Linked DNA regions of Sus scrofa: regions 1, 2 and 4 are each linked to region 3. A link is a contact called in public HiChIP or PLAC-seq data. All regions are on one chromosome and are shown on one strand. Each heading gives the region's core, a stretch centred on a gene start, on an enhancer-like site or on the middle of the called end of the contact. The rest is flanking DNA. Distances are from core to core; before and after follow the strand shown.

What was found. HiChIP or PLAC-seq counts read pairs in DNA pulled down with a chosen protein or histone mark.
Region 1: a contact with region 3 is called in an H3K27ac HiChIP or PLAC-seq map of alveolar macrophages. The contact joins two enhancer-like sites. A contact is called at or near these places in 2 of 47 Hi-C or Micro-C datasets (fibroblasts and skeletal muscle) and 1 of 2 datasets of contacts at active chromatin or transcription factors (alveolar macrophages).
Region 2: a contact with region 3 is called in an H3K27ac HiChIP or PLAC-seq map of alveolar macrophages. The contact joins two enhancer-like sites. A contact is called at or near these places in 2 of 47 Hi-C or Micro-C datasets (both in embryonic fibroblasts) and 1 of 2 datasets of contacts at active chromatin or transcription factors (alveolar macrophages).
Region 4: a contact with region 3 is called in an H3K27ac HiChIP or PLAC-seq map of alveolar macrophages. The contact joins two enhancer-like sites. A contact is called at or near these places in 2 of 47 Hi-C or Micro-C datasets (embryonic fibroblasts and epiblast stem cells) and 1 of 2 datasets of contacts at active chromatin or transcription factors (alveolar macrophages).

What each region holds. Positions count from the first base shown.
Region 1 is chr13:199,009,915-199,012,614 of Sscrofa11.1, reverse strand. No RefSeq gene overlaps it. Among named protein-coding and RNA genes, the nearest start is that of RUNX1, 380 kb to the right of the region's middle. Within about 2 kb of position 1,379, at least 7 of the 83 cell types and tissues checked have an H3K27ac peak or open chromatin away from gene starts, as enhancers often do. A contact at or near this core is called in alveolar macrophages, where this site is marked.
Region 2 is chr13:199,046,059-199,048,758 of Sscrofa11.1, reverse strand. No RefSeq gene overlaps it. Among named protein-coding and RNA genes, the nearest start is that of RUNX1, 410 kb to the right of the region's middle. Within about 2 kb of position 1,393, at least 3 of the 83 cell types and tissues checked have an H3K27ac peak or open chromatin away from gene starts, as enhancers often do. A contact at or near this core is called in alveolar macrophages, where this site is marked.
Region 3 is chr13:199,388,397-199,391,096 of Sscrofa11.1, reverse strand. No RefSeq gene overlaps it. Among named protein-coding and RNA genes, the nearest start is that of SETD4, 200 kb to the left of the region's middle. Within about 2 kb of position 1,301, at least 5 of the 83 cell types and tissues checked have an H3K27ac peak or open chromatin away from gene starts, as enhancers often do. A contact at or near this core is called in alveolar macrophages, where this site is marked.
Region 4 is chr13:198,988,606-198,991,323 of Sscrofa11.1, reverse strand. No RefSeq gene overlaps it. Among named protein-coding and RNA genes, the nearest start is that of RUNX1, 350 kb to the right of the region's middle. Within about 2 kb of position 1,418, at least 3 of the 83 cell types and tissues checked have an H3K27ac peak or open chromatin away from gene starts, as enhancers often do. A contact at or near this core is called in alveolar macrophages, where this site is marked.

The DNA.
Region 1 (2,700 bases), core at 130-2,629, 380 kb after region 3:
ATAGCTGCTGGACTACACCACAGTCACAACAATGACAGATCCAAGCCACATCTGTGACCTACACCACAGCTCATGGCAATGCCAGATCCTTAATCCACCGATCAAGGCCAGGGATTGAACCTCCGTCCTCATGGATCTGATCATAGATTCGTTTCCACTGAGCCATTATGGGAACTCCCTGATATATAATTTTTTATTACAAGTATGTCCAAATGTTGCAGGGGACCTACTAGAAAAATTATTCAATATTGATCTAAAATGTAATTTTAACTGAGTGTCCTGTATTTTTATTTGCTCCGTCTGGCTACCCTCTTTTGGAAAAAATCAAGTGGAATATTAGTCACTTAGTCTTTCAGAGACTACATGCCCCCATCCCTTCCAGGAAGCTTCTTTGTGGTCTGATCACTCTGCAAGCATTTCTTTCAGCCTACTCCGCATCTTTGCTGGGATGGCACACGTGTCCGTCACACTGCTTCTCAAACTGTGAAGTGCTTGCAGATCCCTGGGGCACCATGTTAGAACCCAGATTCTGACTGGGAAGGTCTGGGGTGGAGCCTGAGAATCTCCATGGTAACAACTCCCAGGTAATGCCTGGGCTGCTGTTACAAGGAAACCCCTAGCCTCCTGTCCTCATTTTTAACTAGACATAAACAAAACCATCATTAAAATGTTTTATGTACACTTAACTTCTTTCAGATTCTTTGTTCTGTTTTTTTGGGTTTTTTAAAAGCCAGAAAATGTTCAATGTTACATCTTTTGTTAACGGAAGAAAACTGTCTTAGACTGTGAGAAAGTTCTGGAAAAGCACATGTTCCAGGAACGGGTCATTAGATTGTTCATCCGTTCATATTTCTGGATGGATCAGAAGTCTCATTAGAAAAATCACATGGTTGTACTTGGTTAACAGGCCATCCCAGGCACCAAGTTCCAAAGTGTGTCGGTTACCAAGCGTGAAAAGCCTGCTGGAAGTAATGTTTTTCTATTACACTGAACTCTGTTAGGGGGAAGCATGTTGAAATGATTTCAACATCTGCATATAAAGGCTCAAAAATCCTTTTAAAATGAAAATCCCAGATTAACAGCTGAAGTTATTTGTTGCCAGGTATTTTGAGCCTTCCAATGGCAAAACCCAAATTAAGGAGGGGGCGATCCTTGTCAGTCAGGAGGGCACTTAGGATTCTTACCAGGGCTCATGCCTAATTCCCATCACCTGGCCACCATGGAGTGGGCTTTGTGCCTTCTGTGGATGCAAATAGTGTCGGATTAAATGGTCCCCGTGTTGGAAGCATCTTGTCTGTTCCTGACCCCCTGCAACCACCATGCTGAGAGTCAGGCAGCGCAGGACGTGTTGACAGGCTGTGAGTCTGCTTCTTCTCCGGGTGTCTGATGTGGCTTCTGTGTCAGACACGGGGCAGACAGAGAGGGGGAGGAAGCTGGCTGGGAGGGGCAGGGGGACGGGAAAGACTGCTAGACAACTTTTTCTGGCAGCAGCTTGGCTGTTTAAACTTTTGCCATCAGAGGGAATTTTAAGAAATGGACTCAACTAAAGAATGAGTTGAAAATGTGCTTCCTTTGAGAAAGTTGAATGCCACCTCCTTAGAGAATCTTTAGGCTGGATGTGGAGATGGTTTGATTCTGCCTTTTGGGAATCCCGAAGACCCATCTAAGGAGGAAGGTGTCTCAGTCTTCTGAAGGCACAGAAACCCACGCAGTAATCAAAAAATGTGCAGAAGGGACAGTTAAAAGATTGTCTCCAAAGTTAGATACTAGTGTTATATCAATGATCATTTCCTGATTTTGCTGATTGCACTGAACTTATGTAAGAGAATGTCCTTCTTAGGAAATGGGCACTGAACTATTTGGTAAAGAGGCATCTTGTCTGCAATTTACTCTCATATGATCCTTAAGATAGAAAATGACAAAACAAAACTGATAAAATGGTGAGAGTTGGGAAATGTAATGAAGGTATAAAGGAGTCGCTTTGCGCAATTTTTGTAATTTTTTATGTAAGTTTGAAATGATTTCAAAATGAAGGGTTTTGCTAAAAAGAAAGGATCTCCTTAGAATAATGCTGCCTAACCCAGTCTCTGGCACTGTGTCCTGCCTGCCTCAAATATCCAGAGTGGCTACTTATCTTCACAGCAAATGCTGAGCCTGGCTGTCCCTTGGGGACACCCCCAAGGCTTTGTGTCATTGTTCCCCCACTGGCTAGCAAGGTCTGGGGCCAGGAGATCTCTTTCTGGAGTCTTAGAACTGAACACAAAACTGCTTTAGTCAGTGAACATTGATTTTTCTGATGAGGCTCTACCTACCTTTTAGTTGAGATTAGCTTATGGAAAGTGGAAATCTCTAGGCAACATATGGCTCAGAGTGTTACCTAAATGTGTGTGTGTGTGTGTGTGTGTGTGTGTGTGTGTGTGTGTGTGTGTGTGTGTGTGTGTGTACTCCAGGCTAGCGCCCTTCATTTCAGGGCAGGGTTCACGCGTGCATCTCTACGTGGAGGCTCACTGCTAGACTGTATACAATTCCTGCATGGAGAACACAGCATCCTTAAAGCACTTTGTTTCTCCAGAATGAGCTCTGAACCACCAAGAGGATAGGTGACACGTTGGTAAGCAACTTAAAATGGCAAAAAAGGAATTAATTCCCAGTTTTTACCAGTTTGATGTCTTTCCATAATCCCAAGCAAGATACCTTTTT
Region 2 (2,700 bases), core at 144-2,643, 340 kb after region 3:
GAAATAAATCTCTCCTAATGTTGTATTTTATTTATCTCAATTATACTCTTCATTGTTATATCAGATTTTTACTAGAATATATATATATATATATATATATATATATATATAGTGTCAAACTTTCATTGTGCATCATTCTTTCCTGGTGTTATCAACACTTCAGGAGGAAAAAAATTAATTTGCATTGGATAACTAATTGAATTTTTAGATATGAATGTGGTTGTGATTTGTATAATGGTGAACATTTATATTTGGCTGGGTCCTTTTTGAAGCCCTGGTTGTAAGAAGAGTAAGAAAAATCTTTTACATTTTACTACAGATGAAGGAAATCTGCTGGAATTCTTTCATCAGAGTCATGGACTACAATATTGGAAAGTACAAATTACTGTGGTTAATTTCTTCTGCAGAAACTTAAAATTTCAGAGATTTTTTTTTCTGCAATTCTAGGAACTGACATTATAAAACAACACCTTTTAAAGAGATTTTGACTAAACAAAGATTATCCTGCATTCTGAGATCTTTTGAATTTCTAGAGACACTACAACTCTTATGGGAAAATAGTGCCATGAATTGAGGCGGGGGTGCTATCCTGACCCAGAGAAGCCAACTCAGGTCTATTGGTCCAGAGGCTAGTCGACTTAAGAAAAAGTCTGTTTTAACCACCTGGGCATCTTCAGAAGCTGTGAAATGCTGTAAAAACTGACTTCCCATCCTGATTTCTAGGAAATGCTTTTGTCTCATCAGAATAAGACTTCAGCCCATCTCTTTTCTACTTCCTCTTCCCCAGGTGCCTTCTGCCCCTAAAAATCTCTGCAAGATCCTAAAGCTGTACAACTGTGCTCACGACGTCTTTAAAGGACCTCTGTATCAGGTACAGGAAAATTGTTGAGAAGGTGGACCTTACATCTTATCACTGCACACAAACAATGATAATTTTGGGAGGCAGTGGAGGGGTTGACTGAGCTTACTGTGATCGTGGTTTTGCAATAGACATGTATACACCGATACTATCCCAACTAAAGCTGCGGGGAAATGTGTTAACTTATGCAGCATTTTTCTTTATGCCATCATATGGTCTCTGAGGCTCCTTAGATGTGATTTGCCCACAGGTGCAGCCCCAGTGGAAGGATTTTAGACTTTGAGATTTCCTTCTGTGTATTTAAAGGAACCCAACTGAAGGAGCAATGATGTGGGGGGATTTTTAGTTCGTCTTACTAAACCTCTGCCCCCAAATATTTATAATTTGAGATGCAGAGAACCCATGGCTTCTAGGTGGATAAATCTATGTGTTCATTTATTTTTCAGGACACTCAGCTTTCTGTGTGTCTGCTACATAGCTAGAGGAGAGAAAGAGGAAGTAAGGAATAAGAGAATTTCAAAGACTGGCTGTTGTAAGCACAGTTCTAGTCATTTAAGTTACCAGGGATAGTTTCTCCATTCTGTTCATTTGAATGACTGGAGACACCATAGGCAATAAAATGAAAATGTTTACATTAGGAAATTAGGCCAGTGGTATTTCCTCCTTTATACTATCCTTCTGTTTTAGGAGGATAGTGGTGACGGTGATGATGTATGTACATGCGTGTGTGTGCCAGGGAGAGAGACAGACAGAGAGACAGAGCCAAAGAATGAGAGAGAATGTGGGAAAGACAGAAGGTGGGGAACTCAGAGAGGAAGAGAGACAGAGAGAAGAATGAATCCTTGTTTCATTTCAAGGAAATAAAATACTTTCAAAGTTGTGGCAAAAAAAAAATTGTCAATTAATCAACAGTTTTCAAAAGTGTAGAGTTGACATGATCCCAGTTCAGACATACATAAGCTCATTTTCTAGGGAAAACAAGGAAGCTTAACGTCACTTAGCATGGGCAGTGGACAGAACTAGCCATTGGCAGTATCTTTCTCTCTCTCTCTCTCTTTTTTTTTTTTTTTTCCTCCTTTTTTGTTTATGCTCGAGGCATATGGAAGTTTCTGGGCCAGCGAGCAAATCTGAGCCAGAGCTGCGACCTTTGCCACAGCAATCCTGGGTCATGAAACTCAATGCCCTGCACCAGGGATTGAACCAGAGACTCCAAATGGACAAGCCTGATCATTACCCAACTGCACCACAGTGGGAACCCTTGGCTGTCTTTTATTTAGTGGGATGCAAACGACTATTATGATTGTCCATGGAGTCAATGGGAGGCATCCATACTCTGTGAACATTCTCTTCTTCCAATGAAGATGATGCAAATTTATTGAGCGATTCATACAGATCTGATACTAAGCACTTGATATCAGGTGACTCATTTTACCCTCATAGCATCCCCTAAGAGCTTCCTTCTCATTCTTCCCCAGTTCCTATACTGGAAGTTTTTATTTAAAGACGAGGGAACAGGGAGGTCCTGTTGTGGGTCAGCGGGTTAAGAACACAGCATAGTTTCCATGAGGACGTGGGTTCCATCCCTGGCCTCACTCAATGGGTGAGGGATCTGGCATTACCACAAGGTACAGTATAGGTCCCAGATGTGGCTTGGGTCTGCTGTGGCTGTGGCATAGGCCTGCAGCTGCCTATGCCTAGCCTAGGAAATTCCATATGCCTCAGGTGTGGCTGTGAAAAGGAAACAATATTTTCAAAGATGAGGAAACAGAAACCCGACAATAGTTGGCTAGTGGCACCAAACCGGGATTCAAACCCAAGCAGTCAGTCTCCCAAGCTGAGCT
Region 3 (2,700 bases), core at 52-2,551:
GGACTAGTTGTGTGTTTGCAGTATTTGCTAATATTTTTTTTTTCTTCTTTGTGGCATTGCTGATCACTTAAACAAATGTTTTCCAAATACCAGTTCAAGGACTAGCAATAGCAGAATCACTTAAGGATCTTTCATAAAATATAGACGTATGAGCTCCTTCTCTGGGGCATTTATTTCAGTAATTTTGAGATGGGGGTTAGGGACTTACAGTCTTTAAAACTTTTCAACAGGTGGTTCTGATGCTTGTCTAGATTTTGGAGACAGTGACATAAACTACCCAGAGATGTTGCTGTCTATCCAAGTCCAGTCATGGTGTAAGGACCTCATGTTATCTGTACACTGGCCATTTCCAAGTCCCAGTTCCCTTTTAACATGGAGTACGCGCCATCCAAAGTGCTGACTTTGGGATGGTTTCCTCCAACCACTATCTTTTAAGGCCGCCCCCTCCAAGTGAGGCTGAACAGCAGCCACTGTTTGTTTGGCTTGTGCCTTTGGTATTCAGCTGACTCATGGATAAATCAAGCTTGGGCTTTCCCCTGCTCCATCAGCTGGTCATAACGGACCTCCCATGTGGCCATGGGTATGAGCTAAGGGGAGGCACTGATGCAGCAATGGTGAATACCATGGAGATCTGGGGTACCTGCTGGGATAACTTGTTTATGCCCTGATCTGGATGCACCACTTTCATCTTACAATAGATGGCTGTTGGGTATGTGGCTTCCTGGGTGTGACGGAACCCAGCTCATCATGGATGGTTGATTACCTCGTGTCCCCTGGTTGGGGACAGCAGCATGCGGGGTGCTCTTTATTCTAAAGCTATATTGTTATTAGATGTAGTGGACATGTTTGCTCCAGAACTCTTAAGTTTCGGAGTTGTGATTTTCCCAATTTGGATTGCCAAAAACTCCACACTGTGTTTCTTTTCCATCACTAGTACTACTAATGCCAGAGGGTCTGCTGGGCCATGAAGCTTAGGCCATAGGGCCATTTATGCTGTGGCAGGACTTTTGCAGAGATTTCCCTGTTTTGATGGCCATTCTATCCCTTGTTATATGGATACGAGCAATATTCCCAACTGTGAAACTAGTGTCCCTGAAACCTAAAGGCTATTGTGCTGCAGTTTTACTTTTTTTTTTTTTAAGAAGGGGTGAGATAATAATTTGTTATTTACTTTGGCTGAGATATCCTGAAATGCCTAGACCCTAGACCTTTAAAAAGTTTGCTGATGTGGCCTGTGATGGTTAGTTCCCATTTTATTTATGGCATGAGTCTGACTTGTGAAGGCTTTGAGTATCCTTGACACTTCTTGCTCATCAGGTCTGATTTACATGATGTCACCCCCAGCCTGATATCCTGCAAATGCCCAGCTTGTCCAGGGCTCCTCAGACTATATTATGACAGAGAGAAGAGAGTTAGCATAGCCCTGGGTCAACACTGCAAATGAATACCGTTGTCTGTTCTGAGCAAATGTGAACTGTTTCTGATCCTTCTTTTTGATAGGGATGAAAGGACAGAGTTCCCAGATCAAAGGCTGCACACCATGTACCTGAGCCTGTGTTTAAGAAAAAATAGACTATCTGGTAAGGAAGCTTCAGTGCCAGCTGTGGCTGCTGCTTGTTTAAGTCTGTAGGAGTCTGTCACCCTCCAGGACCGATGTGAGTTCTGCAGGGCCCAGACTGATTAATTCAATGGTGATATGATAACAGCCACACTCTGCATCCTGTAGGTACTTAAGGGTAGTTCTAAGCTTCAAAATCCAAACCTCCCCCTCTAACCCATCCAAGGATACGATATCGTTTTTGATTTACTCTCTTGGCTGGGGTAGGAGACAGTTTAGAAACTTCCCCCTTGAGCTTCCTCACTGTGATAGCTCTTATTTGTGTAAGCCTTGGCAACCATCAGTTTATCTGTTCCTAAACACTTGGGGACTGGGGGCATGATTCTTTCCCACCAGGAGCTCTGAGCTTTGTCCAAGCAGAGCTGCCAGGTTTGGTTGAGATCCCGTGGAACCCTGCTATTTTCATGAATAAGTCCTGTGCCTGATCCTTAGCTTTCTCTGCAATTTGAATACGAGGGCTGAGTCTCTTTAGGAGCTGGCAAGGAGGACTTCTGCCTTTCACACTTAGCATTTCATTGATGGTTAACATCCTCAGGCTTTTGCTGTCACCCTCCCAAACATCAAGAGACCTGGACAACAGCCATCCAATCTTACCTCTTCAGAATGGCTCTTTCCTGTTTGTATTTCTCAAACAGCCAGTGGAAATGCACGGGCCATGCATTTCCTGCCCCAGTTCTCTGCTGCTTTGAACCTCGAGCTGCGTGATAGAGATTCACTGCTAGCTGGGCAGTGGGTGGTCCAGTTCTGAAATTATATTAATTAGCCTTGCTTTCTGGAACCACTTCTGGCATCAGGGTGGGTTCCTGAAGCAGACGGTGAGGGGCACATCAGCATGGTGGACGTTGGTTAGGGGCACTCTGGTGATCCAACCAGGGAGGAAGCAGCAGGGGCCAGAGGAGAAATTGAACAATGTGGCTCTTATCCCATGGAAGCTGGCATCGTTTTCAGAATCCTGCTGAGTTGGAGCAGGAGGTCAGGCTGCCATGCTCCTGACTTGTCAGCCAGTCATTAGACTTCAGGTTTTGCAGGAAAAGGGTGTGATCTCATGCAAGGTGGTTCTCATCAGCCCAGGGCAGCATCTG
Region 4 (2,718 bases), core at 169-2,668, 400 kb after region 3:
AGCAGTCAGTTAACTCTGAGAACTGGGGGCACTGCCGTGGCCTTAGAGGAAGCCCTGCCATTTTCCAGAGGGAGAGAACCAGACTTTGCTGAAGCGATACCTTTTCCAAGTCCAGGTAAAGCCTTGCTTCCAGGTGTGATCAAATCTATTTCACGCAGAAGGCCAATAGGTGGCAGAACAGTCTTTCCTACACACCACAGGGAAAATGCATAGAGAAATCACCATCACTCAGTTTTGATCATTGGTCTCAAACAATTCAACAACTAGGAACTTTAGAATTTTTATATATTTTACACATTTATGTATATTAATGCTGAATCTTGGGTAAAATGTTTTGAGTTAAGATTTCAAGCCCTAGAAAAATTAGCCAAAATATTTATAGACCCTCTTTACTTAAACCTTATCTTCTTGTGGCTAGAATTTTTTTTTTTCTCACTTTATGGAGTATTTCCTTTTTTTTTTTTTAAGTATGTAGAAACAAAGGTGAAAACAATTCTAATTTTAGGCCATTTAAAATGATTATTCTCTGCTAATTAGAAGGTAGGATATACAAGGAGGGTTCCTCTCTGTGATTTCAAAAAGTCAAGCACCTAATAAAATATTCACAGATGCACTAGAATCTTGGAATTGGGGAGATGACAGAGAGACCCGATTTTTACAAAATTAAAATTTTTTTTCTTGAAAAGGAAGTTAAGATACTGGCTTAGAATCCTCTCTAATGTTGTTCTAACTATGTGTTTTTGCTAATTTTTGTTTGTTTGTTTTTGCTTTGCTTTCCTGCATTATTAGAATGTCAGGATTTATAGCTAATTTAGGGATACCCAAATGGGAAGATTTTAGAAACAGTCACAGATGTCCTGGTGGCTGTTGCAAATCAGGGATTACCATATCTCTAATATAAAATGGTCTCTGGGGATTTCTCTGCCTTGGTCACACTTATGCGGTTTCTTTGAATCTCATCTTTGCTTCTATTTCCCTGTGATCAGGACCTGGATGAGGATGGGTGAATGAGGCATGGCCTCAACCACATCACTGAAGGGGACACAAAAACCTTAATCATCATGAACAATCACTTTAATACAATATTTTTAAAATTCAAAATACAGAAAAATCCCAATGAACAAGATATCAAAAATCTAAATAACAATAAGATCAGTAACAGTGTTATGCTGAGCCCTGCTCGAACCTGAGGCAAAAGGAAAAATCAGGGACCCTGAGCATGTTTTTATTTAAAGTTTTGGTATTTCGTTCATCTTGAGTTTTGGCATTGATTTTGACCTTTTAAAATTTGAAATATTACTTATCATGTCCCTACCTTTTTTTGGTTCTTCCCTAAATGTTATGCTTCAGGCTAATGCCTCGCTCTCCTCACCCTGCTCTGAGGTCACTTGTCCTGGGGGTTTGCTTATGCTTACGCCCTGTAAAATGTCTAAAGTCCCTTCTCAAGGAGAGGTTCTTGGCCCCTCTAGGGCTGTTTGTCATCCAAGGGAAAAACAGGCCTGAAACCCAGAGAGAGAATAAGGATGTTGGCAACTTGCTGATGTTCCCCAGAGTGACCTCACTTTTGAAAAAAAAAAAAAAGTATCATATTCTTAAACCATTTCTTTTGGTTCTTCTTTTTTTCTCTTCCTGGCTTTGCTTGTGGCCCATGCACACCCTTTATGCTCTGGATAGCCAAAGGTCCAGATGTTTCTGAACTTCCTCAGATATTTCTGAAAGCAACTCTGTTTCAGAAGTTGTCAGAGCCCAGGTGGCTACTTCTTTACTCAGATCTCTAATTCAAGAAATTGCCATGAACAGGGGCTTTTAATTTGAACCCATCTGAGTATCTCAGTAAAAGTCAAACTGAATCCAAACCTCCTTACGAGTCCCTCGGAATTATAGCTGAGTGGGACTGGAGACAGTCTGGATTGCTAGTAGCACCTTTTGCCACAAGGAACAACCTTGCTTCTGGAGTTTCATCCTATTTTCTGCTCTCAATACCTGTAGAGACAGTTTTCTCACAGTACATAAACCTCTAATCAAGTGACTCTCTTCCTTACCAATTCCTTTAAAGTTATTATCCAGTCCATTCTCAGATGGCTATGAACCAGCTCAACACTTCTATGGAATTTGCTTTGAAGTTTTCCACAGGAAACATTTTTTTCTATGAATGGAGATGAGCATCTTTTACAGGGCTAGGTGAAACTTGTTCTGTTCTACTCACTTTTCCTCTTTCTCCACCTATCACAAAGTACTTGCCTTCGAGTCTGACTTATAAAAAACAAACTTACAGTTAGAAGAGGGGAGAGAGACAGAGAGATAAATTCATAGTTTGGGAATAAATAGACACATTACTATATATAAAATAGATAACCAACAAGGACCTACCATGTAGCACAGGAAACTCTACTCAATATTCTATAACAGTCTATAAGGTAAAATAATCTTAAAAATATCACATATATATATATGTATATTATGAATCAATTTGCTGTACACCTGAAACTAACACAATATTGTAAATCTACTATATATATATATAGTTTCTTTATATATAATAAAGGAAGAACAAGGAAGGAAAAAGTCATGACAGCAGATTGGAAGAGTACAAGTTCAAGGCCCAGTGTCCTTAGAAAGGCAGAATAAGGAGACAAAATTAACATCAGTTAGAAAAAGCACAAGTCCTTTTAGGAATATTCTGTGAATGGATAATTTAAGTCTCACTTGGGTCAGTGG